Linked DNA regions of Mus musculus: all the other regions are linked to region 1. Evidence: chromatin contacts called from public HiChIP or PLAC-seq and promoter capture Hi-C data. All regions are on one chromosome and are shown on one strand. Each heading gives the region's core, a stretch centred on a gene start, on an enhancer-like site or on the middle of the called end of the contact. The rest is flanking DNA. Distances are from core to core; before and after follow the strand shown. Region 1 holds the start of Ly86 (lymphocyte antigen 86). Region 2 overlaps Fars2 (phenylalanine-tRNA synthetase 2 (mitochondrial)). Region 3 overlaps Fars2 (phenylalanine-tRNA synthetase 2 (mitochondrial)). Region 4 overlaps Fars2 (phenylalanine-tRNA synthetase 2 (mitochondrial)). Region 5 overlaps Gm46410 (a long non-coding RNA gene). Region 6 holds the start of Riok1 (RIO kinase 1). Region 7 has its middle 6.8 kb from the start of Gm52041.

Region 1 (3,905 bases), core at 545-3,044:
ACATCCTGATCTGTAAGCAGAGACAGGGGGAGGTGGTGGGGGGCTGGGCTTTTAAAACCTCAAAACCCACCCACCCCCAGTGACACACTTCCTCCAAAAAGGACACACCTCCAATCTTTCTGATCTTTTCAAACAATTCCACTTGATGTTGACTATTCTTTCAAATACATGAGCCTGCGGGGCTATGTGTATTCAAACCACTGCACTTATACTAGCTTTCTGTCACTGTGAGAGAGTGCCTAAGGTAAATAGACAAAGGGAGGAAAAGTTGGTGTTGCCCCACAGCATCAGAGGTTTCAGAGCATGGACATGTGGCCCCATTTTTCTGTGGGTTGGATTGGACCATGTTAAGGTGGGGCTACACATGGAGGAAACCTGATTTCCTTGTGTTGGCTCGAAAACAAAGCAAAAGGAGGGATACGAAGAGTTAGAATTCCACTATTCTCTTTAAGATGATCTAAATTAAAGGTCCCACCACATCTCAATGGTGCCCCAGGCAGGTGACCAAACTTAGCAGCACATGGAACTCTGGGTGACAGTTAATATCCAAACCATAACAGAACTCAAGATGACACCATTATGGATTGATTTCTGAAACAGGTGAGCCAAAAACCACTCGTCAGACCCAAGTCCTGGCTCTTGGTTGACAAAATGAGTTCCCATAACTCCTTGAGGGAGTGGCTTGCTCGTTTTTTCCTACGAGGCTGCATTACATGTTATAGAAAAAAATGCCATCTGTCATGCAAGGAGAGAATATTTTTATTGAGAAGTCTTCTAAAAATACATTGTACATTCTCAATGGGATATAATTCATCTCTTCCTGCCATGGGAAAGAGTGTTGCCTGTTGCTCTGCAGCATCACTGGCCTTGGCCGTGAGTTTGATGAACTGCATAGAGTGGGGTTAGGATTAAGAAAGCTGAGGCAGAGCGGCAAGAGTCCATGGAGGGCAGCATCTTTGTGTGAGAAGCGGTGTCAGTCACCTCTCCTAGTTGAACTAGCCTTTCAGGGAGGCCATGGGCCCATGAACTGTCTCCATGGGTAAAAGCACTTACCTCACAAACCTGGTGACTTGAGTGCCACTCGCAGAACCCACAGAGAAAGGAGAGAATTGACTCCCAAAAGTTACCTTCTGACTTCCACATGATCATACACACGCAAACACACAGAAAGACAACACAGATATACACTAAAAAAATAAATAAAATAAAAATGTTAAAAGGGTAATCCTTCCTCCTGGTGCTGTTGGCCCAGAAATGGAAGATGGCTTACTTCTCAGAGGGAATGCACCACCCAGCTCTGTGTGGGCTCCTAGGACAAGCTCCTGTTCCGCTGGCCCAACCCCAGGGCCAAAGCCAGACAAGAACAAATCCAAAAACCCGGTTCCAGATCCTAAGTTCTAGTATACCACCCTCAAAATGTCACATGTGCCTGCTGGCGTTAGCCAGCTCTGAGACTCACATCAGTGGGGTGTACGCTGATAGAAAACACATGGTGGCCTGAAGCTCATTTTTCCTGAGTTTACAGCTCCAGTGGGGGACAAAGATTCTAAAAGGGGCTGTTCTGAAGAGTCCTGCAGGACCTCTTCCTGTGAAAGCGAGAAGTCACCTTTCAACCTAGCCCATACCTGCCCATATGCGCATGCGCATGTTCAGAGATATGCGCGCGCGCGCGCACACACACACTTGCTATTTCAAGTATGTGAAAGCCCCCTGGAACAGTATTCAAATGCCCCTCCCCGCTGTCTGTCTTTGTCTTCTCACAGTATATTTCCCAGAGACTAGTATTCGAGAAGTGAAACTGAACATACTACTCCTTCAGGGGGAGGACGAGCTTCGGAGGTCTTTTTATTGGGCTGGCTTACCATTGGGCACACACAACCCCCTCGCCATGAATGGTGTCGCAGCTGCCCTCCTTGTGTGGATTCTGACTTCTCCGAGCAGCAGTGACCATGGCAGCGAAAATGGTTGGCCCAAGCACACGGCCTGCAACAGTGGGGGCTTGGAAGTAGTCTACCAGAGCTGTGGTAAGGTCTTATGAAATGGCTGCTTGTGCTTATGGGGAAATTAAAGCTACACGTGGGCAATACGAACACTGGGTGAGTATGGGCGAGGGATGAGGTTATCAGCCTCTCCGTGCTTTTTGCTGCTACGGTGAGCTTTTGTCTTGGCAGCCGTGAGGAGGGAAAGGCCAGGGACAGTGGAAGAGCCTTCTGAAAATAACGAAGACCACAGAAAGAGAGAAATGAACAGTCTAGATATGGAACGAAGTCTAAGAGCTCAGCCCTGCCCTCTCCCCCAAGAACAAGTGATCAGTAAGCTTTTCTTCCCAAATCCTGCGCCTACGCTGGCTTTTCACCTCAGCCATTTTGCAAACTGGGTGAGCATCAAGTCACTTTTGTCAGAGACTCTGTCCTTCAGCCGCTCCCTCTAGAGTTCTTGTCATGCCGCACTGTGCCACCCATTAAAGCAGCAAGCACGTCAGAAGTAGCATCCAATGCCAGGGTTTCCCCAGGGGCAAGGACAGCGAAGGGGAGTGCTGTGGTTGGCCTGTGTCCTGGAGCATGTATTAGAAACTTAACCTCAGTGCAACTGTTTGAGAGGTGGCATATACTGAGACGCGTTGGGCTGGGAGAGCCCCGCTGTTGGCACCACGAACCAGAACTTAGGAGTGGGTTAGTTCTAAAGTCTGAATGTGGTACCTCACCTCACTTTTTCCTTCTGTGACGCTATGACACAGCGAGGAAAAATGAGCCTTGGGATCGATTTCCAATGGGCAGTAGAACAAATGGCTTGTGGAAAGGCAGACATTTATGAAACCTGGAAATCTGTAGGGAAACGGGACAGATGAGCTGAAGAGTATGCAAAGGAGACTCTGAGCCTCTGTGTTGGTCCCACCGCTCGCTGAGAATAAATGAAAGCAAACTAGCTGAGCCCGGATTCTGCCACCCAACTTTGGTTTCTGGGGTAATTCAATGGATTCTTTTAAATTTCCTTTTAAAAGGAACCTTGAAGTGCATTTTAAAAATTAAAAATAAGAAAAAGAAAAGGACGCGCTGGGTGGAGAAAGTGCTGACCTCATGATGCTTGCTGTTCTTGGGACAAATGGGAGCCTAGACGTCTGGGGACTTGCTCACTTCAGGAGTAGGATGACAGCCGGATTGGGTCACGTGGACTACTTGGGATTTGATTTTCCGAGACATTAAGCCTCATGTGACTGGCTATTCCATGTCTAAGATTCTCCCTCAGATTGTAACTGAGTCTCATGTGTCCTTTCACTCACCTGGGTCTGTCAGGGAAAGAACGGGGACATAATGTGCTGCCACACTGTCTGCAGTGCTGCATCTATTTGTAGATGGTACTTCTCTGCAGAGTAATTAAATCTCAGAAATAAGCCCTGGGCACTTGGAATAAAGGAACAGGGGAGATGAAGTTTTCATCCAGGGTGAGTGGGAGAATCAGCCAAGGAAACCAAAGGATAACTGCTTTGTGGGAGGGATGTCTCAAAGGCAGGCATCAGTTACCAGGAGACACAGTGATTTGAAGAGAGCAAGGTTTGGATTGTCAAATGTTAACTGAAACTTTAAAGAAATGATAAAAGTAGCTGGGCCACATATTCCACAAGAAGGGTCTGCCTGTGTGTTGAGGGCTGTGCACAGCTCCTCACTAGCATGATCCTTGCTTTGTAGATGTGTAAACCTGGGGCCGGAGATGCCAGATAATACTGTAAAGGCTATCTAGCTGATACTGGAGAAATTATAGTCCAACAGCACAGAGAAGACAAAACATTTGGGTAAATATTTGTGGAGTTAGAACAAACTGATCGCTGACCTCTCTAAATCCAATAACCCTGGTGTGTAGAGTTTTGTTGTTGGACATAGTGATATAGAGGAGGGTAGAGAAGGAGA
Region 2 (3,905 bases), core at 455-2,954, 950 kb before region 1:
GTTGTGAACTGGGCTCTCTGGCTCTTCTGCTGCTGATTTGAATCAGCTACACCAACAAGAGTAGCAACTACCTACTTAGTCTCTCTGTCCCGAACCTGGGGATTTTAGTTGGGGTCTAGGCAAATGGCAGAAACCATATCGATGATTGGGTTTTTGTATAAAGAGCCTATTATTAAGATATACCAACCTTTGAGGGAAGAAGAAGAAAGGAGAAAGGGAGGAATCATGGGGACTGCAGATGCAGGATACTCCTCCGTAAAGATGAGGTAGCCAAAGAAGAGGCTAACATTAATGCATCTCATCAGCATGGCGGAGGAAGGCTTTCTCAGAACTGCCTATGGAACCCGGTAGCTAGCTTGGTAGAGCACAGTTCTGCAGGAATTAGGAAACCTACAGTATGAGTTCAGCTGCTGCCAGTGGCCGCACTGACTGAACTCTGTGCAGAAGACATGGTGCTTTTACTATAGACTGCAGATTGGTAGATATCCCATGATAGCATTCAACAGGAACCTTGCTTTGACTCAGGAGTTTGTGTCTTTACCCTAGGTACCCCATATATGGTCTAATCCTCTGCCTCATCTGAAAAAAGACTCATCCTCATGGCCCGCTTCTCAGTCACAAGGGAAAACAGTTGGTGCTTTGCACATGCACGGCTACTGTGCTTGGGTGTTCAAAAAGGCATTTATTAATCACCTTTTTTGCCTTTGGTATATTCCATTTGCAATGGCTTTATCTGGATGTGACTCTCATCAGAAGCATAGAAACATCTGACTGTATTTCATCTCATTTAATTTTCATAATGATTTGATGAAGGAGTTTACTGCATCAAGAGAGCCAGAGGGAGCCTGAGAGACAAAAGAAACGGCACAACCATGGTGGTATCAGCAGACTTGGGGAGGGCTTCAGGAAGAAGGGCACACTGTGGGCATGCTGTGAGGTATGAATGTGTGGATTCCCCCTCTCTCTCACTCTTACCATGCACCCTTGAGCACAGTGCCTTCCGCTCTTCCCTTTCCCCATCCCCAGAATCTGGATCACACCATCTGCCACAGCGCACGGTGAGGATGGCAAGTGAGAGTTGAATCCTGTGGAGGTAACCAGCATATATGGCAAGTCTGAGAGAAAAGAAATCAGCACATGTGGCCTCAGGGTTGATCCTGCGTGCATGTTACTCATTTTGAATATTTTGAAGAGGGAAATTAGTCACGAGTGTGTCTGGCACGGCACCTCTGAGTGGATGATCTGGCTTACTGGGAGCCTCTGAGAACTTGAGAAAACTCTGAAAAGCCATGTCCTGACCTTTAATGGGTAACATTTATAGACCACCATGACACTTACTCGGGGCCCTTGGAGAAGCAGGTATAGGATTTAGTACAAGTTAGCTGACCACTCTGGAAGCCACAAAATGCCCTTGCTGGTGGTTTTTTTCTGGCCTCTGACAGAATGGCAGGGCTGAGGTAACTAGAGGGACCTTAGGTTTGGTTTCCACTTGGCCTTTTCAATTTACCATTTAGAAAGGACAGGCTCCAGTAATCATTGTCATCTGGCTTACTTGTTTGACTTGTCTAGCTGCCTGACTTGCTTAACCCAGTGCTTCTCAGATACACTTGACCATGACTGGGTCTCTCAAGGTACCCTCTCGACACTCTCGGGAACAGTTTTCATTAGACATCAGCCTGTGAACTCCTACCTTTCCTAGTGAAGAAGCCATGGTACAGAGGGCATTTTGTGTTAGGTCAGGGACCTAGACGTGACCTGAGAGCAATGTACCATGTGGTGAGGGTTCTTTTGAAAAAACTGATTGGCTATTTTTCTCACAGTCAGATTTGACTGTTGATCTGCCGTGTGGGCCAGATTCTTTTGACCATGTTCCAGGGTTTGTCCTCTGAATAAGTTTACCTTAAGGTGACTTCATTTCCTGTATAGAAGGTTTAGTTGTCCCTCAAAATCAGACAAGAAAATATAAATACCAATTGAGCTTCACAGTGATGGCCAAACTGGCCTGTGCCCCTGGGGCGTGAACACATCTGGCACTTAAGGACATGTCGTGCTGAGCGGTTTGTTCTGTTCCCCTTCACTTTGGTCTGTGGGGTCTTGGACAGTGGGAGTGAGGTCTGAGTGGTCAGAGCAAGTAGCACAGGCAAGGCGCATGGCGGCTGAGGAGGTACCAGTGCTTCTGTGGATACAGCCTGGGCTCAGGGGTGGGCGGCCACCACAGAACCCCGAGGGACTTTATCTTACTTTGACCTATGACCCTCTGTGAAATTTGCTGTACATTGTGTTAGAAGTATTTGGACATGGTACCAAAGGCAAAAATAGTTTATATTTGTTCCTAAAGTAAGACAATTGAAGCCCTTGTTTATTAATATAAACTCCAATATTAAAAAGCAGAACTTTATGTAAAGAAATGGTGATTTGAAGGAAAACACAGCTGTATAGACTGCAGTTAAATTTCTGTGACCATTTTATTATACCCCAAGTTTGTGACTAAGTATTAATATTTGTCCTATAATTGTCTCTTCTATGTAATATTTGCTGTTTAGAAAATATGTAATATTTAAATCCCACAGCATTATGTGCAGTGGATGCCAGTGAAAGCTAACGGGTCCCCCAGCCTGTCACCTCCATGTGTCTGTTCTTCCCACCTCACCCCCTTTCATCCTGCGACCTTTTCATCCTGCGACCTTTCATCCTGCGACCTTTCATCCTGCGACCTTCTGCCCTTGCCTAGAGCAGCTAAGGTGTTCGTATTGCTTTAAAGATTTGAGAGCTCAGGTTGAGTTTTTGTCCCAGTTACCTTTCTACCCATTGATTTTTGAGGTGATAGTAGACTATTCTAGAATTCCTAAATTAGTAAATGTTTTTTAAAAGTAACTAATTCAGCTGAACCTACCTTTTCTGGCTATTTCTCTTCAGCTGTGGTAGAGACAAAAACTGCCAACATAGTCAGGAGAGATGTTCACTGTGGCGATGAACCTCTGCATAGAAAAAATGGGGGTCAGGAAGAATGCTCACATACGATGTGGCGGGATCTGACCCCCAAGGCTCCTAGGCCATGTGGCGATAAAGGATAGGTAGGGTGAGGAGGCAAGTCAGATCCAAGGAGGCCCCGAAGGCAAGGGCCTTCTTTATTTGAGCTTTGAAAAAGCTATTGGAAGCTGTGCTTCAACCCTTCAGTTGGTGATTCTTTTGTTCATTTTTCTCCAAGGACTCTATAGTCAGCAGACCACCTCTGAATGTATTCAGGCATGCTTACGTCGCTTTCAGTAGTTAGCACCCATAGAATACTTCCCGGGGTCTGTCAGAATATGGAACTCTGTAGGACCTGGGATGACATTAAATGAGAAGAAAGTAAAATGATAGGAATGAGAAGGTAAACCAGGCCTGACCATTTTGAGGTTGCTGAAACAGAATACCTGAGATTGGTTGCCCTGTAATGAAAACAAACGTATCTGGCTTATGGTTCTGGTGTCTGGTGTCCCAGCAGAATGGTATCATCTGGCCACATCACAATGAGGCAAAGGGCTGTACTTGAAGACGTACGTGCAAGAGTGACCAGATAAGGAAGAAAATTCACCAAGTGGCCTCAGTGTAGAAAAACTCACTCTCTTGGCAAATAATCCAATTGCTTATGACCCACCTCCTGGAAACAAGCATTAATCCCTTGTGAGGTTGTATCTGCTCCTAGGCCCAACTCTTAAACATCCCATCTCCTCTGAATAATACTGCTATGCTATGGAATTAAGCCTCAGCGTGTGTTTTAGCAAGGACAAACCACATTCAGTCTGTAGCAGAGATTTATAGATTAGCTTACCATTGCTTTTGGTTTAATTTGGTTCTGTTTTGCTTTGTTTTCTTTTTAAACCTAGCTCCTCCACTCACTTTAAAGAAAGCAGACGGTACAT
Region 3 (3,905 bases), core at 980-3,479, 860 kb before region 1:
GCACAATATTGTAGTCCATGCTTTTAAAGCTTTGAATTATTAACTTACATAATAATCAAATTTTCTTTTTTTGTTCCATAGTTTAAACAAGGCCAGCACTTGCCTTCAGTTGATGTCTCTTGGATTTCTTCATCTATAAGTTTCCCTCCCCACCACATAATCCTGTTGTGATTGAAGTTGGGTCATTTGAATTTAGCAGTTTTCCTGTTCCTATTTCTGACAGGTGTGTCCCATGTGGTATCATTTCACATGCTCTTGTGCCTTCTGATTTCCTTCAAGCAACTGGCTGAGTCTAGAGGCTTGATCAGATTTAAGTTACTTTGTATGTTTGACAAGACTTTTATTGGCAAAGGTATACATCACTATGTCTGTTGTTGTGACTTTAGGATTAGTCAATTAGGTGAGATATATAAGATATGTATTATAAAATTCCTATGTATTCATCTCCAGAGAAGCAAAACCATCACCATGTATACAAGATGGAATTTGTTAGACTGGCCCAGAGGATGAGCCCCTGGTTAATCCTGCTGTGGCCATCTGCAGGCTAGGGGGCCAGGGAAAGTACTAACTGCTTAATCCAGGAAGGTGGCAGTTCCAGAAGAGAACCATTAACTCAGCCCCAGCCCAAGGAAGAAGACTGAAGACCCCTGGGTTGGTTTGAAGAAGACAGTCTCCCATGGACTTGGATATTTGAGTATTTGGTTTCCATTGGTAGGGCTATTTGGGAAGATTTAAATGCTCCAGCCTTGCTGGAGGAATACATCACTACGGCAGACTTTGAGGTTAGAAAGCTTACCCTACTTCCAATTCACTCTATTTGATTTGTGTCTGAAGTTGAGGATCTGAGCTTTCTGCTCCAGCTGCAGTGCCTGCCACTTGATGCCATCATTAGTCACTCTGATGGATTCTTATTCCTCTGAAAATTAAGCCAAAATAAAATATTGCTTCCATAAGTTGCCTTTGGTCATAGTGTTTTATCACAGCAGCAGAAAAGTAATTAATAGAAACCCTGAGGAGCCCATGATGCACATCTAAGTTCCCAGGCTAAGGAACCTGGAACATGATGTCCCGGAGAAACAGAAAGATGTTTCTCCTTTTTCTCATTGTCCCACTCAAAGGGGAGAAGCACGAGCAAGAGAAAGTGTCTATCATGAGCTTTTTGGTCCAACAAAAATCCCAGCCTATTAAATGACATCTTTGTTTCTTCCCCTGTTGCTATGATACAATACTCTGACCAAAGCAACTTAAGGGAGAAAGAGTTTGTGTAGTTCATGATTCCATATTACAGCCCTTGATGTTGGGAAAGAGAAGGGATCAATAGCCTCTTCCTTGATGTCCACAGTCAGAAGCACAGAGCAGAATATGCTAGTACTAACTAGCTTTCTCCACCCTTACTTGATCCAAGGTTCTCAGCCTAGGGAATAGAGCCACTCGGAGTGAGCCATCCCACCTCAATCAAAGTAATCTAGATAATCTCTGACAAACCTTCCCAGTGGCCCACCTTCCAGGTAGCTCTCTGCAAGTTCCTAGTCAACAGTAGATAGTGTGATCTACATTGTGTAGATAGTGTGATCTACATTGTGTAGATAGTGTGATCTACATTGTGTAGATAGTGTGATCTACATTGTGTAGATAGTGTGATCTACATTGTGTAGATAGTGTGATGTACATTGGCGGTGGTCTTCCCAGTTCATCCCTGGCCTGCATGCTAGTCCCGTCTGTAAACTCTCAAAGAGATACCCCAAAAGATAATTGCACCTGGCCAATTCTCTAGGCATGCAAGCCTCTGTGTAGCCTGTTTTACAACCAAAACTAGCCACCACATCCTTCCACCATCTTTTTGCATTAACAATTTTTGCAGTCATCAGAAGCATTGCCTAGACCTGCTGTTTGAGAGCGAAGCTCGCTTTCCTAATCAGTCTCACCCTCTGAGAATGCAGCTGTGATCTTTCAACCATGCTGCTGTTTTCCTTGAATTGCAAGGAAGGTGAGGTATTGATAATTAAAGGAATATTTTCCTTTTTATACTAATCATACAATAATTTTACTCAGCTTGTCTATGGCAGACTGAGAACTTTTGAGAGCCAGCATCAGATCTGGTGGACCCCATCACCTACTGCCCAGTCTGGCCTGTGGCGGGGTTCACTAAGTGCAGGCTGCTGAATGAGGCTGGGGTTCTCCTTCCTGTACCTGCCCACTAACTTGGCAGCCTTTTCCTGGAACTTGTTTAGTTCTCTGGATGTTTTGCCAGTGTCCTGTAAATATTAATCCAGGTGAGAGGGACCAGAACCTACTAATTTACACAGTGACATTTGGAACATCAAATCCAAGGCTGCGATTCAGAATTCAAGTTGCATTTTTTTTTCTTTTTAACCAAAACTTTTTTAATCTAATTAAACCAGAAAATGTGTGGGCTTCATACCTACCAGGAAGTGGAATCTATTCAACTTCAGCCTGAGGAATCCGACTCTCTACCTAAGGTGGTTGTTCATTGTTTTGAATCTAAAATAAAGATTTTTATTAAATTCTGTTTATTAAATTCAGGCGACTGTGTTTTTAAAACAGATCACATTGTAGACTCTTCTTGATATTGCTGAGTCTTTGCTTTTCCTGAACCACTGCCTGTCTCACTAGTCTTCATAGGTATGTTCCTGGTGCGTACAACCTCTGTAAAGCGAATCAATGTTTGCCTCTTAACGTCTGAGATCTGTTCCCATCTCACACCCTTCACTACTGACTCTGTTAGACTTCTTGGAGGACAAAGCTCCCTGTGCCTTAAAGACCAAGATGCTAACCTAGCATTTGGAAACAGGGACCCTGTTCTGCAAATCCCAGGCAAGACCATGTGAGTGCATTCTCCATACATTCTCTTAGGCTTCAGCACAAAGCTACCCTTTATGTGGAATCTACCAGAAGTTCTGATGATGTAGCCGCCAAGGTCTGTGGTTGCCAGTAGTTCATCATGTATGGCTCAATAACAGAGAGGACACATTTCCATCAGACAAGGTAACTCTAAGTCGACTTTCTGAAAGCTGCTCACATATAATCTTGTAAATCTCAGTGTTTGCTTCTCTGGAAGTGTGCTTCCTTGTAGAATTATACTGTGTAGACTCTCTATTTTGTACAGAAATTGCTACAATCACAGTGTCTCTTCCTGAAAGGAGCTTGAGACTTGCTTTTAAAAATTGGCATGTCCTGCTCCTCAGAGAAGGAATGTTTAAATGATACTGTCACTGTGTGTGTGTGTGTGTGTGTGTGTGTGCACGCACACGTGCGTGTGTGTGTGTTTACCATCTATTCATAATGCAGAAAGAAAAAAAATACTTTAAGGCCAGTGATTAACAGTAAAGCCATACTTTATGTTTTTATAAAAACTAGCTTTAAAATTGTTGTCTTGATATAGACACTTAAGAAAAAGACAAGGATTAAAAAAAAAAAGTAGCTGCAAACATTCATGATAATCCTGAGATGTTCATCTGCATGAGTGGAGAAGGGGGTCTCCTTTACATTTGTAAGCTATTGTTAAAACTGCAGGACTCACTCATGAAGAAGGGGGCCAAGCAAAGAATAGGTTTTCCCAGACGTAAACTGGAGATGTTTTCAAAAACAAGAAGCTTCAGAAAGGAGACCGATGTCAGAGAAAATGCCTTTAGTATGTGGCCCTGCATTACTCAGTACCTAGTATGGAAAACAGTACAATTATGGTTTCCGAGCCAGTAGAGCTCTAGGTGCCCTGTGCGTTCTTTTTTTTTTTTTTTTTTTTTCCTTTCATACATGCTTGCATGTCTGTGTCTGTGTCTGTGTCAGTTTTCATATATAGCTCTCACTATGCCAGTTTGGCCTCAAACTTACAACCCTCCTACCTGAGCCCCACAACTCCTGGATTATACCCAGCTCTCTTTCTC
Region 4 (3,905 bases), core at 848-3,347, 810 kb before region 1:
CACAGAGTAGCTGCTCTGTCACAGATGGAAAAGCAGACTATTGTGGATGCTGTAGGAGATAGGTTTGGGCTGCATGTGAGGAAGGGTTTTATTTCAAGTTCAGAGCTAGTTTGGTTGCCACGGTGAACCCAGTGGTTGTATAATAGAAGTCTTCCCTCCCTCACCAAGACTCTGACCCATTGTTCCTTCTTTCCAGGCGGCTCCATAGCCCTGTACCCCTTCAGAAAATACCCCCCATACTTTGAGCTGGGGGGAGCACTAGTTAATCTTCAAGTAGTTCTGATGATGGTTCACTTTATTACTCTTTCTATTTTGTTTTAAGATATTTATTGCTCAGCTTTTTCACATTAAGACTGACACAAATATGAATATTTACAGGATGCAGTAAAATATTTTGAGCTATGTGTAATGATACAGTAATCAAGGTGCTTGGCATATCCGTCACCTCAGACATTCGTCATCTCTTTGTTTTGAGAACATTTAAAGTCCTCTTGTAGATAATGTAAAATATTCAAAACAGGGTCACTAGCCAGGGTCATCTGCTTTGCCACAGATCACTAGAGCCTGCTCCTTTCACCTTCCATAACTTTGTTGATCTTTCATCCCCACCCCAGCCTCTGGCAGCCCCCGCCCCTATTTTTTTTGTGAGACCAGCTTCTTTAGGCCCCACAAATAAGAGAGAGCACACACTGTGTCCCTTCTGTAATTGTCTTACTCCACTGAGCATAGCATCCTCGGGACCACCCATGCTGCTGCGATGACACCATCGCACCTTTTTAAAGACTGAGTAGTATTCCATTGAGTAAGTGTTCTTGATTTCTTCTTCCATTCACCCCCTGCCGGATGCTTGTGGTAATCTCATATCTTGGCTTTATGAATACTGTGCCAATAAGCATGGGGTCCAGGTCCTCTCAACACCTGTTAAAACCTCCTTTGGATGCATACCCTGAAGGGGATTGCTAAACCCTTTTAGGCATAAGCTTGACAGTCCTTTCACTGATCCAGACTTGACTGTTCTCAATCCCACGCAGCTTTCTCTTTGGTCTAAAGTTAGGAGTCTCGGAGGAGGAGGCACTAAAACAGAATCCCCCTCTGCTGGCTTGTCCCGCTGGCCTGCCTCCTCTCCCCATAGTTCACATGGGATTGCCCATCCTGGTTCTCAGTTTCTGCCTGAGCATCCGGACTTGGGTGGGAGGTGGAATTGGGTAAGCCTTGACGTTCAGAGTGGAGCAGGGAACAGGACCAAGGTGAAAGCAAGTCATGTGTTTTGTTTCCCCTAGTTGGACCCTGAAAGGGGGTGGGGGTGATGTCAGGCTGGTTGGGAGAAGCACAAGATGTTGTGGTATTGGCACAGCAGACCATCCTGAATCACTCAGGAGCAGACAAGGATGGTCACGTATGGCTGCCTGTGTCCAGTGTCTACAGGCAGAATGACCCAGATTTCTTTTTTGGTTTCTTCAGTGTCCAACTCTGTAACTAGACGAATAGCACCATGCCAGTGCACATGGTATCTCCCATGTGCTGACGAGGAGACCCTTAGATATCCCTGTCGCCTGCAGAGTGGCACAGCTGGCTTTACCGCCAAGTGGCTGCCAGCCCTCTTACTGCCAACTGGCCCACTGCTGGATGACAGATTCTCTGTGCTCCTTTCTGTCAAGCTCAGTGCCTGCAAGATGCTTTTTGTTGAATGACTGACTAACGAAGTCTATAAACGAATAGTCCCGGTTGAAAACACTGTAAGGTACTTATTAAAATCTCTGTTTTTTTTAAAAAAAAAAAAGGCAAAATGCCAAGTTCTAGCCAGCAACCACACATTGTACAATCAGCCAGTATTACAAGGCAATGGAAATTGGTTTTTTTTTTTTTTTCATTCTTTTCCACCTTGTCAGCAAAGGGATTTGACCTCCTTAACTGAACAATAGATAATCTTGTTTATTTTTCTCACAAGTAGAAACTGTGGAGTACATGAAAGTGAACTTTGATTTGCCTATGAAGCTCCAGATTATACAGCCGACTCGACTCATCCCAAACGCTGGGCCCTATGGGTTGGACAGAAAGCCATGGCAACCGCCTGCCGCCCAGACCCAGTACTGCACCAGTAGGGAAGACCTCTGTCAGTGCATTCCTTGTCTATGTGTCCTGGTCATCCGGGTCATCCCTGTGTCCTCTCTAAGTCAGACAAGCTTATTCTGTGTCTTGCTTAGTCATTTTAAAACTATATTGCTGCTTAGAGGAAGTTAGATGTGTTCGCTTTCTGTCACTATGAGAAATGCCTGAGAAATGAGGAAGTGTTTATTTGGGCCTGTAGTCTAGAGCCTTCAGTCCATGAGCAATTGACTCGTTAGTTTTGAGCCTGTGGAAGCATGTTAGAGTGGGAGCATATGATCAGAGAGACTTATTTACCCTATGCTGGGTTTGAAAAGAGAAAGAAGGAGCTGCGTGCCCCTTATCTGCCCTCTAGGAACCTGTCCCCAGTAAACTTAAGCACCCTGCTACAGCTTACATCTTAAAGGCCCCACTACCTCCCAGTAACCAGGGCCTTTGGTGAGATTCAGGATCCGAGTCATAGGAAGAGCTCAGAGGTGAAGGGGAGGAGGATGCTTGACAGAGCTCTTGAGTGTGGTGGGAAAGACTGTTCTGAAACCACACTCTCTATGCTTCATTTCTATCCTATTGAAATGAAATTCACATAACATGAAATTAGTCATTTTGAAAGTATACAGTTCAGTGCCATAGGGCAGTTCTCTAGTCTGGATGTCTGGATGTTTCAGACAGTGGGACCATGCAGTGTGTGGTATGCAGCTTCTACTACTTTGGTTTTGAAGTTCACCTAGTTTCCACTCATTGGAATTACATTCTCTGCCTATACTAAATCTGTTAATATCCATCCATTTGTTGGTAATGACTGAACATACAGCTTTTAGGAAAATCAATCTCTCTCTCTCTCTCTCTCTCTCTCTCTCTCTCTCTCTCTCTCTCTCTCTCTCTCCCTCTCTGTCCCCTACTGCCCCTCTTTATGGGGGTGGGGCAGGAATTGAACCTGTGGCCTCATACATCATTGGTAAACTCTACCACTGAACTATAGGCCCTGCCCTCTTTTTCCTTTTCGTTCTGACACAGGGGCTCATGCAGTTGCCAGGGCTGGCCTTGAACTTGCTCTGTAGTTCAGTCGCTCATTGACCTTGTGAACCTTTTGCCTTAGCCTCGCCAGCTACCTGAGGGTACAGACATGATCACAAGGCTCAGCAGCAAACTTTTGTCTGACTTTTAGTTTGAGCAGCCGCCGCTTTCCATTCTCTGGGACATAAACCTAGAAATCATTGGATTATGTAGCAACTCTACATTTAGTGGTTTGGAAACCCACTGCACCTTTTCATAGCAACACACACTATTTCATATCCCTGCCGTGTTGCCTGGCCCTAACTCCACTCCTATAACACTGTCCTGCTGTTCGAACTTGGACAAGTCCCTTCTGCCTTCTGAGCTCACAGCTGTATCTTGGGGACAGTCTGCCTAGTGAAGATGTCAGTCAGAGTGAACTTATGTGTCCAGTGAAAGACTGGGGAGCACTAGGGCTAAAAGGCTGCCGTGAAGGGTGTGATGCAGTAAAGAGCTCTGGTCCAAATCCAAAAGTACCCTCCCTTCAGGGAGTCCTAGTCCTTACATGTTTGGCAATTTGCCACAGCTCCATCAGCCCATGGTTTGCAAGGCAAACCAATCTCTGGGGCTAAACAGACCTAGTTCTTCTTATTACTGAAGTCAATTCATGACTTGGGCTAGGGTGGGGAAGTAAGAAAGGATAGAAGGAAAGCATTTTTCTTTCATCTAAAATGGACTGCTGATGCTAAAGAGGAAGGGACATGCTAGCCTTGCTTGAATATGAGCACCTTGGAGGTGACTCCTTC
Region 5 (3,905 bases), core at 356-2,855, 700 kb before region 1:
CCACCTCAGGTCTATACCTCAGTACCTGTAGTAGAGGGGATCTCTAGAGAAAAAGAATCTATGGTATGCATGTATATCATGAGATATACTAAGGGCTAGGTAGTGTAATAGTGACCATTTGGACAATGAAGGAAATGAGAATCTCAGCCCACAAAGCTAGATGCTCCAGTAGTCCTCTTCTGGTGCTGAGGGTTCCTGGAGAATTGCTGGTCCTGAGCTACATGAAAAGGCCAAAGAATCTAAACAATGGTGGTGGCATCAGCAGCAACAACAAAGATAAACACACAGAGCAGCCAAAAGCAAAGGCAGGCAGTCAACTTTTCCCTTCAGTCCTGGAATTTCTCTCACAGACCTGCACCCCCTGATTCCTCAGATGGCCCTAGACCCCATTAACTTGAGATTCCCCACCACAGTATTTCCAAATTCCAACCTGTAAGCTTCCTGTAAGGGATTGCCCAGAGGAAAATAATGTCCAGTAGATAGATCAAAGTTGGCGACTTAACGGTTGGGATCCTTTTGGCTGCAACCACCCCCCCCCCCAACTCCCACTACTGTATCAGCAATTTCTCTTAACTTAAACATCTTGGTGTTTATGTCTAGACTTGTTGGAAGAAGAGGAATACAAAAAGAACAGAAGGTCTAGGCAAGTGGAGGATGGTGACAACATGTCTGTAATTCCAGGTGGAGACAGGAAGACCTTGTGTTTAAGACACAATTTCAAACACAGAAGGAAAAAAAAATCCTGAGGCAGATGTAGATATCAGACACATTTGAGATGATGCCCGCCTCAGGTTTATGTTATATGCTCTCTCCAGCCCAAATTCTATCCAAAGGGTCCTGTATTGAGCATGGGCAAAAGGATCTCTAAATATGTCACACTTTGTCAGGTCAACCCTCTTTGTCTGGTAGAGCCAAGGGTGCTACAAAACAAAACAAAACAAAAAACAAACAAAAACAGTATTTTGGAGACATCAGAAAAGTCTCAGTCTTGATGACCTTGTGTGAAAGTCTGTTCCAGCAGTTACCCCTGCTGTTCATGTCACCCTGAGCAAGTTACCACCCATCCCTCCTCCAATGCAGCTTCATGGACCACAGCCATTTCCCCCAAGTTTCTGTACTCCTAACACTCCCTTGCCAAGTGGGCCAGATAGCCTGGGACTGGCCCCCGTAGACGCCTTTTATGACTATGTGTTGTTCATTAATTTCTAGAATGTTCAGCACAAAGTAACACTCCCTCCCCCTCCCCTCCTGGTAGCAGAGATGGCGGTGCAATTTCTCAGTGTCCTCAGTCAGTCCTTCCCCACACTCTACCCTGAGGCACCATAATGAGAGTTGTGACGACCCTGCTTATTCTGAAGGGAATCTGGGCCACACTAGACAGCAGTTTCCCCTGAGCTGAGAGAAGTTAACGAGTGAGGCAGAGAAACGAATAGGCCTGTCCTTGTTAATGCCACTGCCTGGTGGTCACATTAAAATGGACCTATCAGAGGAGCCTTCTCACGAATAATTGCCACCAAAACATCCATCACGCCACAGCTATTCCTACCAGAGTCCAACCCACCAATATACTTAAATGAGGAAAAGAGAACAAATTTACTTACAGGGGTCATTCATCAGGGTCATGTTTCCGCTTCTGCTGTTAACCATTACTGCTTGTTTATTCTGGAATCTCTTCTCACAGAGAATTTGCTCTCGCACCTCAAAGGCACCTGAGAGCTTCCTGCAAGGGATTGCTCAGAGCTAAATAACAGTCCAGCAGGTAGATCGAAGTTGGAGACTTAAGTTCTGTATGCAAAAACCTTATTATCTAAGCAACTTTGTCCCAAGTCATTTAGCTGTTCTGGTCCTCTTGCTTTTCTATCAAGCACTGGATTGCAATGGAACAGAAACACACAGGAAATGAATGCCACAGACAGGTGGCTCCATGGACTGTTTTTTTTTCTTTATCTCCCCCCCCACCCAACTTCTTCTTTGCCTTTCTTCTTCCCTCAGGAACTCTATGTAGTAACATAGATAGGACTCTAACTAATGAGCTTTCCAAGAGCACGGTTAAAGTTGTTCAAACTGAGAGATTATGGGTAAGAATATATTCTTCAATGTAAAGGATAAAGAAATTAATCTTGTTAGAAACAGAACACCTTATTAAGGAGGAAAGGAACACTGGAGAAGAGGGAAGAAAGCTGTTTCTATAAGAAGTTCCTGTGGGGTCAGGGAGGAGACACTGAGGAGACATGGCCCATGGTCCCCACACATGCTCTTCTGGCTTGCTTGCTTGTTTTTCTTTTCCTTCCTTCTTTCCTTCCTTCCTTTCTTGCTTTGTTTCTTAGTTTTTCTATTTGTTTCTTTCGTTCTTTGTTTCTTTCTTTGTTTCTCTTTCTTTGTTTCTCCCCCCCTTTCTTTCTTTCTAATTTTGGCTATTTCTTGCAGCTCTGTTGACAGTTTAGCATTTACCTGCACAAGACTTGAGAGTGTTCTTACGCTTATCAGTGGTTGCCTTACCTCTGTTCTTGGGTGACAGACAGAGTTACTATTATTGTTTGGCTTTATTTTTTTAATTATATGTATATGGGTATGTATATGTCTTATGTGTAAACATATGCATGTAAGAGCTCATAGAGGTGGGAAGAGGGCAGCCGATCTCCTTAAGCTTGTGTTACAGGATGTTGTAAACCACTCTTTTGGATGCTGGGAATCAAACTCAAGTCCTTCAGAAGAATGGTGCATGATTTTAATTGATGAGCTATCTCTCCAACTCCTGCTGTTGCTTTTAACTGACACAAAATTCATATATTATAGAGCATATTGTGATGTTTCAACATGTATATATTGTATAATGATACTAAAGAATTTAGCATGACCATTGCCTCAGACATTTGTCAGTTTTGTATGGAGACCTTTCTTCTAGCACTAACATTTTAATTTTATATGTGGCAACGTTTTAATGTTCTTGTAGTTCCTCCTCTATTCCCTCTTTCTCTCCCTCCCACTGAAAAACCTCCTAGTCTCTGTGGCTTCTCTTCTGCTTCCATTTTACATGCATTCTCTGACTCTTCCCCTGGCTACGATCTCTTTCTCCCTTTCATGGTCCTCTTTCTAGTTTCCTATATATAAATCCATGATCCACATTTGAAAGAAAACGTGCAGTATTAGTGCCTTATTTCATGCAAAACTAGCAAAATAATTTCTAGTTTTGTTAAATCTCTGGCAAGTGTTATAATTTCATTTTTCTTTATGGGTGAATAAAACTCCTTTGTGTCTAGGCTTCGAGTTTTCTTTATTAATTCATCTATTGATGGATGTCCAGATTGGTTCCACTTCTTAGCTATTGTAAATAGTGCATCAATCAACATGTACATAGGGCCAAGATTTTAAGTCTTCTGGAAGGCATCACAGTCTACCATCCCGGGGCTGGGCAATGTCTTCTCTGACTCCCAAACATCCCCTCTCACTACTTTTCTTGTTTGTTTCGGTTTTCCTCATCTATATGCCCTCTTCTCAGAAACTACTACCATCTTTTATTGTTTTCAAATATACTTTCCTCATAGTAACAATCTGAATTGGGGTACCTTAGCCTGGGTGCATTGTTGGTACAGGTCATTGGGATGTTATTATTGTTCATGTTCATTTGTGTCTACACTCACATCACCAGTGGAAGCCTCACAGCCTGCAGAATGGGACTGATGGTCTGTGTGCAAATCCTGAGACAAAGTGGCTCACTCAGTAACTCTTATACTGGGAAGTAAATAATTGTGGTGGGAGCGAGGGGGCAGTGGATCAAATCTATTAAGCAACATTCCCTGAGCCAAAGCCAGAGAGAGGTTATTGAAACATAATTGCACATTTGGCTTACAGCACAGTACCAATAGCTTTCAGTTCTTTTATGGATTCTTTTCAGAAATATCACA
Region 6 (3,905 bases), core at 953-3,452, 690 kb after region 1:
TTTTAAAACTTTTCCTACTCACTATGTAAAGTTTACATGCACATAAAGTAGAATTACAAACAAAACACTTACTGATAATAAATTATACAGAAATTTATTTTAAAATTCTTTTGATATACATATAATTTTACTACCTGTTAAATAGGAAAGCAAATTTACATACTAATTAGATGTGTTTATCTGACATAATACCATCCAAAGATATACTATTTTAATATTTATCTGCTGAGAAATGGAACCAGGAAAACATTAGGTCTGCTTTCTGTAATGAAACGATTATTTCTGTAAGACCAGAAAACTGCAATGTACAGTAAAAAAAACTCTGCAGTTCATAATGAGAAGTCCAAAGCCTTGGGAATAAAATTTTCATTTCCTGGGAGGCACACTGGGTTCCCCAGGAGTTGCTGACAATGGGCCTTCAGTCAGATGGCCCTGACTTAGGGAGGCTAAGTCTGGAACTGCTGGAGGCCACCTAGCTGGAGGAGATAACAAGGCCAGAACAGAGCTGGTTTCCAAAATTCTTTGGTCTCAGCAATTACAATGAAACTAGGTTAACAACCAATCAGAATTGTACTAATGTTACTGCGTTGCCCCCCTATTGGAGGTTACCTAATCCTTCTGGAAAATTCTCTTAGCCCTCCATTAAAGGGGTCCATGAGCCCCTCAGGTGGTTGCCGTTTTGATAAATGGTTGGCCCCTGAATGCTGGTAATTTCTTCAGTAAACACTCTTCTTGCCTGTGCATCCTATTTGAGTCTGGGGTCTTCCTTCAGCTATTCTTGGACCCTAACAGGAACATATAAGTTTCAAATCTGAACAGAGGTATTTCAGGCAGTTTGCTGCTGTGAGTTGGTATAGTGGTGAGAACAGTGAAAGCTGTGTGAAGTTATCATGGGTGAATATTGCCCGAAATTTGTCAGATTCACCCCACCGTTTAAATTATGAATCAAGTTTTGGGTGTGGAGAATTTATCATGACTCTCCCCACCCCATTATGGGGCCATGATCTTTAGTTAAGAAACTCTGGTCTACACAGTTAAAACACAGGCTGAAAATACCCCCCATTCTAGTGGCATATTATCAGATTGTCTCAGTCTATCCTTAGTACCTGTCTGCCTGGATGACTTTGTTAGATTACTTATTTACTGAAGACGTTTTCAAATCGATGTCATCATTTGGTAAACTGTAAAAAACCAAGTAGGCTAAGGAAGCTAGGCAGGGCTGCTGGAGGACTCAACCTTGGGCTCACCTTTCCCGTCCTGCAAATAAACACTACCTGTTCGATGACAGGGATGTGTTAGTGCCTTAAATCACTTTCCAAACGCAAAATGTTTCTTTTCCATGGGCCTGTGACTTGCAACTACACTTTAAAAAATGTATGTGCCTGTTTAGTATACCCGTGCCATGTGTGTGTAGGATCCTCTGGAACCGGAATTATAGTAGTTGTGACTGGCCCAACCAGGTGCTGAACCAAGCCACCACCACCCAGGCTTGGTTAGCCATTCTACCTAAATCCATTGTTTGTTTGTTTGTTTTTTTTTTTCTTTTCTTTTTCTTCTTCTTCGAGGAAACAGGGTCTCTCTGTGTAGCCCCTCCTGTCAACAGGTTGGCCTCAAACTCAAGAGATCCGCCTGCCTCTGCCTCCCAAGGGATGGGATTAAAGGCGTGTGCCACCACCGCTCGGCTTGAGTTAAAACCGTTTGAAGATAATGAGGGCTTGTGAGATGGCTGAACAGGAAAAAGCGCGGACGACCAGAGTTCGGTTCCCGGAGCCCAAGGTGGAAGGAGTAAGCCCTCAAGTTATTCTCTGAACTTCACTCACGGAGCACGCATACACAAGCGCGCGCTAGATAATACTTAACATTTTAACATTTAATAAAGGCAGAAAGAGGTGTCACAAGAGTTCCTGCCAAACGCAAAAAAAAACCTTGAACTTCCCAACTTAAAAAAAAAAAAACAACAAAAACCAACCACTTGTATCATTGCATCTCAAAACAACGCACCAACGTTTCTAGAGAGCAAAAGTGTGCTCACTTCCATGATCCATCGAGCTTCTGTGACTCAGGCTAAGGATTCCGGGTTTCCTCCCGGCACACCGGCTCCGCGGGAGGGAGAACACCTTCCAACCGTCCCCACCGAGGGCACCAACTGGTGCGTCGCAGGGCGCTCGAACGCCCCAGTGTGACGTCCTCCGGACCGCACCTGGGTCCAGAGGAAGAAGGTCAGAGGACGCAAGTCTTCAGGAGCAGCCGGAGGAAAAAAAAAACAGGCTGACTTCCTATGACCGTAAACGCCATGGTGGAGCAAGAACGAAAGGCTGGGGAGCAACAAGAGCTACACATCCCACGCTACAAACAACGCACCACGCCCACTTCACATCGCGGATTGGTCTTTCCCGGCCACCGTCACGCGCATGCTCCCTGAGGGCACTAGGGTTTGGAGAGGCCCTGCTGGTGGCATACTTCCGGCGTTGCACTTCCGGCCTGTTGGTGGCCGCGTTTGCCGAAACCCTGTATCCTGACACCCCGGTGGCGCCTGGTCGTTGCCTTCTTGGGCCTGGCGGTTGCCGAGGGATTTGAGGGGCGGGAATCGCGGAGACGCGTTTGGATCCTCTAGGTGGGAAGCAGGCTCTTCCGATCGCGGCCTCAGGGGCGCCGAAGGCTCACACCCCTAGCCATGGACTGCAGTCTGGACAGGATGGCTTCGGTGGTCCCCGGGCAATTTGACGACGCGGATTCCTCAGACAGGTAGGCGGCCGGTGGTGACACAGGGACTCCTCCGATTCCGCCAGCTCCACATTGGGCTCGGGGAGCTGACAGCTGACGGCTTTGGATTTTTCTCGGGGTGAGCAGCTTGTGAAAGCTACCTACCTGTCAGTGGGTCCCGGGACGTTTAGCAGAGAAGCAAGAGTTGGGGACCACTGAGGAAGGTGGGCCTTTTTTTTTTCCTTTCTTTTCTTCATACAGGCTTCCATACACAGTGAGCAAAAGTTTTACCTCTGCGAGTATGATGAACAAGACAAATCAAGTCACTACTGTCTTTTTGGAAAGGAGGGCAAACCAAGAGGCTAGCACCTACAGCGTAGCGGAGAGAATTGAGGCAAAAAAGGGAGGCCAGCCAGGTCGAGCCTTCCAAGTGACTGTGAGGAGTTAAGATCCTGTTCAGGTCTTACAGGCCAGAGGAGGGCTTTTGCAGCGACAGAGCATCCGTCATTTGATTTATGAATTAAAGGAACTGGTGAGTCATGTAGAAGATGTTCGTAGAGAGGAGTGGAGCAGAGAATCAGTAAATAAATAAATAACCAGCTTCAAACCGGATGGCTCCTAGAGCTGCTGTCGTAGAACGACTTCGAGGTAGCAGTGTTGAGGTTTTGTGGTGAAATTGGATGTGAGGTCCAAAAGCAAGCAGTGACGGAAAACTTCCCGTTCAAAAGAAAAGAGAATTTACACATAGCCATTTTGAAACAACAAAGAGTTTTGCGTACCTTATAGTCAGGAAGATTTTATTCATCAATTGTGAGCGGTTGTGATAAGTATATATATTGACCACTCTGTGTGTCAGATCGAGTGGTAGGGAAATATTGGTGACTACCGTTTTGATTGCCACAGGGGTTGGCCTCTGCTAGGGGAGATAGATATTCACACGAGGTAAATTATTTGAATTAAAATTGGTGAATAGTACAAAGGAAAAAAATGAGTGATCAATAACATATGGTAAATAGAGGGTAAGTAGGGCTTAGCCGGAGATGTTGGAGATTTCCAGCCTTCCACTGAGGAATGGGCACATCATCTCAGAGAAATCCTTACGGAAGCGTTTAAGTGGGAAGAAGGGACAAGCTTACTTTGCCCACAGGCCCCATACACGCAGGATATTGTGAGACTGCACCCATGGTCCTCTGCTGGATCTG
Region 7 (3,905 bases), core at 464-2,963, 610 kb after region 1:
CCAAAACTCTTCTCTGGACTTGATGCTTATCACATAATCTCACTCTGGAAGTTGGGAGAGAGATACGGTCTTACCCTCATCCACACCACCAGTCCTGCATCAGAGCCTCATCCATGGGAGAGCTGCCCTGTGTAGATCAACACCCAGGACAAAGCCTTGTCCTGGCTGATTCCCCAGGGTGTGACTGAGGACTGATAGTGGCCATATTCCTTATGAGCTGGTTAGAATGAGAAAGTCAGGCTTGCCCAGATGTGCTGATTCAATAGCCCTATCTTAACAAAACCCCGGGGGATTCATAAGTATATTAAAATTAGTGAGGCTCAGGCCTAGAGCCTCAAGTTTGGTTCAGATATGAATCCAGCAGCCAGCTGAATAGAGCTCTTAATAGACTCCATCTGTGTTAGCTAGTTTCCCATTACTGTAACAAAATACCCAGTTTTATAAAGTTATAAGTTATAAGACTTTATAACCAACTTACAAAGACGAAAGGGGCTGGAGAGACGGCTCAGCAGTTGGGAGCAGCTGTTGTGCTTGCAATGGATCAGGTTCCATTCCCAGCACCCGCATGGTGGCTCACAACCATCTGTAACTCTAGTTCCAGGGGATCTGGTGCCCTCTTCTAAACTCCGTGGGCACCAGGCATGCACGTGTTGTACAGACATACATGCAGACAAAAACTCTGACAAACAAAATAAAGTAAATACATCTAAAACAAGGCAAAAATCTTTAGGAAGGGGGAGGGGGAGGGGGAGAGGAGGGAAGGTAGACAGAGGGGGACTAGCTAGGAATGATATAGTAGGCCTGTAATCCCAGTGTCTGGGAGGCTGAGGTGGGAAGGTCTCAAATTCAAGGCCAGCCTGGGCTTACTGCATAGCAAGAAGCTCTCTCAAGCTGGGCGTGGTGGCACAAGCCTTTAATCCTAGCACTCGGGCGGCAGAAGCAGGCAGATCTCTGAGTTCGAGGCCAGCCTGGTCTACAGCGTGAGTTCCAGGACAGCCAGGGCTACACAGAGAAACCCTGTCTCAAAAAACAAACAAACAAACTAACAAAATAAGAAGCTCTCTCAACAAAAACAAGTGGCGTTTGCTTCCGTTTATAGCTTCGGAGGCTTCCAGCCACGGTCAGTAGTCTCACTGCCAACTGTAACCGTGGAAGCTGCTTATCTCACAGCAACCAGGAAGCAACGAGATAGAAGGCAGAACCAGCCTCCCTAGGGCCTCTTGAAGGGCACAGTCCAACAATCTCACTTCCTCCTACTGGCCCTGCCCCTTAAAAATAAATCCCTCTATCTTCCAGTAGCATAATGTGCAAGGAACTGAGTCTTTACCTCAGAAGCTGTGGGGAGGAACTCCAGAGCCAGATGATGTCAGCCTTTGGGGTGGAGGAGTATAAAATCGGGAGGGACAAAGACTCAAGAGTGACGCTCTGAGCTGCACTCGTGCCTCAGTTGCTGGCAGACCTAGTAGGCAATAGCTTCATCGTGCTTGTTCCAGGCTTGCATTCGTTACTTGTCTGCGGCTCTGATAAAACACCATGACCAAGGTAAACTCGTGGGTGAAAAAGAAAAGTTGATTTGGGCTAACGATTCCAGAAGGATGCGGAGTTCATCGTGGCAGAAAGGTGGAAGCACTCAGCAGGCTTAGCAGCTGAGAGCTCGCATCCTGAACCACAAGCTTGAAGCAGGGAAGCCTGCCCCCAATGACATACTTCCTCCAGCGAAGTCCTACCTCCTAAACCTCCCCAAACTGCCAAGTGTTCAAATGCCAGCGCCTATGGGGGACATTCTCTGTCCATCCGCTCTAGGGTTCCTGACGTTTGCCACGCCCAGCGGCTGCCTGCCCGCTCCCAAGGAGGCGGGGGAGGGAGGGGTGAGCAGGGAGAACCGCTGGGTTTATTTTAAACCTATAATTGAAGGTTGCTCGTTAACAACAACAAACCAGTGCTCTCCAAGCCAAAGCTGCCAAAGTCAGTGTCCTAAATAAGGAACACAGCAGTCGCTTCTTTCAGGGGAAGGAAGCTGGAGCCAAATAGGGAAGTGACCTGCCTGGCTTTGACTGTGGGCTGTCCTGAGTCCTGCCTGCCTCTCACAGGAATTGACAACATGGTGAGGGCTGGACCCCAGGCTCTCAGATGAGTGGGGTGGGGAATGTATAGCTGCTCATTAGCCCCGCCTTCCCACAAAGACACCACACAACTCTCTCACATAAATGGTAGTCCTACTATGCATGAAAAAGTTAGGGGCGTCAGGGAAATGGGAAGGGGGATAAAACAAGCAATGAAAACTGAATGCAGCCCCGGATATTGCTTCCGTGGCTCTAATTGTACTACTGGCTAGGCAGAGAGAGGTAGCAGCTCTCTGTGAGTTCAGGACCAGCCTGGTCTACGTAGAGAATTCCAGAACAGTTAGTGCTGTATATAGAGACCCTGTCTCAAAAAAAAGCAAAACCAAACAAAGAAAGAAGCAGCGAAACCCAAAGGCAGTTATCTTACTTTCCATCCAGTTTGCTCACCCTGCAGAGTGCAAGTCTTAGGTTGCCAGTCCAGTGAGCTGAGGAGGAATAAAACCCTTTCCTGTCAGAGCAGGGGTGGAGGAAAGTGACAGGATCTGCCTTGTGAGGGTGAAACTGCCTATCGCACACACAGCCCAGCACGTGCACGGGGTCAGGTGTCTATGACTGGAGGATGTGTGCCCACCAAAAGGACAGTGACTGCATAAAACGAGGACACATGGCTCCGGTCAACTCTGGAGGCAGATGTGGTGTGGTGTGCCCTCCTACCCCAGGTGGCTGGTGAGGCCCCCATTCTCCTGATGCATCACAAGTGCCATTCGACAGATGTTTTTTTTTAAAGCTCTGCAGTGATGGCTCACACCTGCTATGTCAAGATGGAACATCAGAAGTGTGTCTTTGGAGCTGGTGAGATGGCTCAGTGGTTAAGAGCACTGACTGCTCTTCCGAAGGTCATGAGTTCAAATCCCAGCAACCACAGGGTGGCTCACAACCATCCATAATGAGAAACACATTTAAAAGACCAATGGGCCCAAGGGAGCAGGGGTGGGGGTGGGGGCAGAGAATGTTTAAAGAAAGAAAGAAAGAAAGAAAGAAAGAAATGTGTCTCTGCCTTCCACACCCTCATCCAGACATTGTAAGACAAGTCCCTCGGTTGCTTGTTGGAAATCCCATTTCAGACCTGCTGATCCAGGATTTCAGGCAGCCAGGTTAAACATTCCAGGTTCTGGAGCTTGGGAAGGTCTACCGGCCACAATTCCAGAAGCTGGACACTGTCCAGGATTTTGCCCTCTCTCCGCAGACATCTCTCTGTATCACTGGGAAGATGATCAAGGCTTCTCTACAAAATGCTATCATAGAGACAGACAGGAATGATTGGTTAAGAACACTAGCTGCTCTTTCAGAAGACCCGGGTTCAATTCCCAGCATCCACATGGTACCTCAACAACCAAATGTAAGTCTAGTCCAAGGGGGGGGGTGTCAGAGAACCTCATCTAGCATCCTTATCTGACCTCCAAAGGCACCAAGCATGCATTGACGCACAGATACACATGCAGGGAAATACTCATATGCTAACAGTAGTTTTCTGTGAGGAGCGGGTGTGGCAGCAGTCCCAAGTTGGCGCCCAGGACTGCAGCTAAGTCTTATGACTTGCACCTGACTTCCTCATACACCTGAAAATAAGCCACGACCATCGTGAGAGCTGCACAGGTGCACCATGATGCTGGCGGTTTAAACAAGTCCATATTTGGTGGAGACATGCCCCTGCTGCCCTGATTGGCTGAAGCTGCATGCCTGGTGAGGTGACATGGCCTGCCGTGAGTGAATGAGGGCTGAGAGTATATAAGAGTGAGAGGCCCGGGTTAAAGAGAGAGATAAAGTTGAGAGAGATAAAAT

The links. Promoter capture Hi-C pulls out the DNA fragments that hold promoters and counts their contacts. HiChIP or PLAC-seq counts read pairs in DNA pulled down with a chosen protein or histone mark.
Region 2: a contact with region 1 is called in a promoter capture Hi-C map of liver, with 5 times the contacts expected there. The contact joins the enhancer-like site here to the promoter of Ly86 in region 1. A contact is called at or near these places in 8 of 39 promoter capture datasets (the 3T3-L1 cell line, frontonasal cranial neural crest, hematopoietic stem and progenitor cells and 4 more).
Region 3: a contact with region 1 is called in a promoter capture Hi-C map of liver, with 4 times the contacts expected there. The contact joins the enhancer-like site here to the promoter of Ly86 in region 1. A contact is called at or near these places in 8 of 39 promoter capture datasets (the 3T3-L1 cell line, 3T3-L1-derived adipocytes, embryonic stem cells and 5 more) and 1 of 115 datasets of contacts at active chromatin or transcription factors (CD4 single positive thymocytes).
Region 4: a contact with region 1 is called in a promoter capture Hi-C map of liver, with 4 times the contacts expected there. The contact joins the enhancer-like site here to the promoter of Ly86 in region 1. A contact is called at or near these places in 8 of 39 promoter capture datasets (the HPC-7 cell line, embryonic stem cells, frontonasal cranial neural crest and 4 more).
Region 5: a promoter capture Hi-C map of liver shows a contact between it and region 1, with 2.1 times the contacts expected there. The contact joins the enhancer-like site here to the promoter of Ly86 in region 1. A contact is called at or near these places in 11 of 39 promoter capture datasets (the 3T3-L1 cell line, cranial neural crest, embryonic stem cells and 4 more).
Region 6: a contact with region 1 is called in an H3K4me3 HiChIP or PLAC-seq map of bone marrow-derived macrophages, with 4 times the contacts expected there. The contact joins the promoter of Riok1 here to the promoter of Ly86 in region 1. A contact is called at or near these places in 1 of 39 promoter capture datasets (embryonic stem cells), 2 of 115 datasets of contacts at active chromatin or transcription factors (bone marrow-derived macrophages and large pre-B cells) and 2 of 9 other capture datasets (adipose tissue and liver).
Region 7: an H3K4me3 HiChIP or PLAC-seq map of bone marrow-derived macrophages shows a contact between it and region 1, with 4 times the contacts expected there. The contact joins the enhancer-like site here to the promoter of Ly86 in region 1. A contact is called at or near these places in 9 of 39 promoter capture datasets (the 3T3-L1 cell line, 3T3-L1-derived adipocytes, the C10 cell line and 5 more), 1 of 15 datasets of contacts at CTCF or cohesin (large pre-B cells), 1 of 484 Hi-C or Micro-C datasets (B cells), 2 of 115 datasets of contacts at active chromatin or transcription factors (bone marrow-derived macrophages and large pre-B cells) and 2 of 9 other capture datasets (liver and macrophages).

What each region holds. Positions count from the first base shown.
Region 1 is chr13:37,343,551-37,347,455 of GRCm38.p6, forward strand. It overlaps Ly86 (lymphocyte antigen 86), which reads left to right and starts at 1,795. Exons shown (of 5, transcript NM_010745.2): 1 at 1,795-2,024. The coding sequence starts at 1,889.
Region 2 is chr13:36,391,092-36,394,996 of GRCm38.p6, forward strand. The region is part of intron 5 of Fars2 (phenylalanine-tRNA synthetase 2 (mitochondrial)); the gene reads left to right. Among named protein-coding and RNA genes, the nearest start is that of Gm40912, 190 kb to the left of the region's middle. Within about 2 kb of position 1,705, at least 6 of the 459 cell types and tissues checked have an H3K27ac peak or open chromatin away from gene starts, as enhancers often do. A contact at or near this core is called in liver, where this site is marked.
Region 3 is chr13:36,482,377-36,486,281 of GRCm38.p6, forward strand. All of the region lies in intron 6 of Fars2 (phenylalanine-tRNA synthetase 2 (mitochondrial)), which reads left to right. Among named protein-coding and RNA genes, the nearest start is that of Gm46409, 130 kb to the right of the region's middle. Within about 2 kb of position 2,230, at least 2 of the 459 cell types and tissues checked have an H3K27ac peak or open chromatin away from gene starts, as enhancers often do. A contact at or near this core is called in liver, where this site is marked.
Region 4 is chr13:36,532,119-36,536,023 of GRCm38.p6, forward strand. The region is part of intron 6 of Fars2 (phenylalanine-tRNA synthetase 2 (mitochondrial)); the gene reads left to right. Among named protein-coding and RNA genes, the nearest start is that of Gm46409, 79 kb to the right of the region's middle. Within about 2 kb of position 2,098, at least 56 of the 459 cell types and tissues checked have an H3K27ac peak or open chromatin away from gene starts, as enhancers often do. A contact at or near this core is called in the HPC-7 cell line, liver and trophoblast stem cells, where this site is marked.
Region 5 is chr13:36,646,931-36,650,835 of GRCm38.p6, forward strand. All of the region lies in intron 1 of Gm46410 (a long non-coding RNA gene), which reads left to right. Among named protein-coding and RNA genes, the nearest start is that of Gm46410, 3.8 kb to the left of the region's middle. Within about 2 kb of position 1,606, at least 2 of the 459 cell types and tissues checked have an H3K27ac peak or open chromatin away from gene starts, as enhancers often do. A contact at or near this core is called in liver, where this site is marked.
Region 6 is chr13:38,034,787-38,038,691 of GRCm38.p6, forward strand. It overlaps Riok1 (RIO kinase 1), which reads left to right and starts at 2,203. Exons shown (of 17, transcript NM_024242.3): 1 at 2,203-2,745. The coding sequence starts at 2,675. It overlaps Cage1 (cancer antigen 1), which reads right to left and starts at 2,151. Exons shown (of 13, transcript NM_027724.2): 1 at 2,033-2,151.
Region 7 is chr13:37,957,483-37,961,387 of GRCm38.p6, forward strand. No RefSeq gene overlaps it. Among named protein-coding and RNA genes, the nearest start is that of Gm52041, 6.8 kb to the right of the region's middle. Within about 2 kb of position 1,714, at least 83 of the 459 cell types and tissues checked have an H3K27ac peak or open chromatin away from gene starts, as enhancers often do. A contact at or near this core is called in bone marrow-derived macrophages, macrophages and neutrophils, where this site is marked.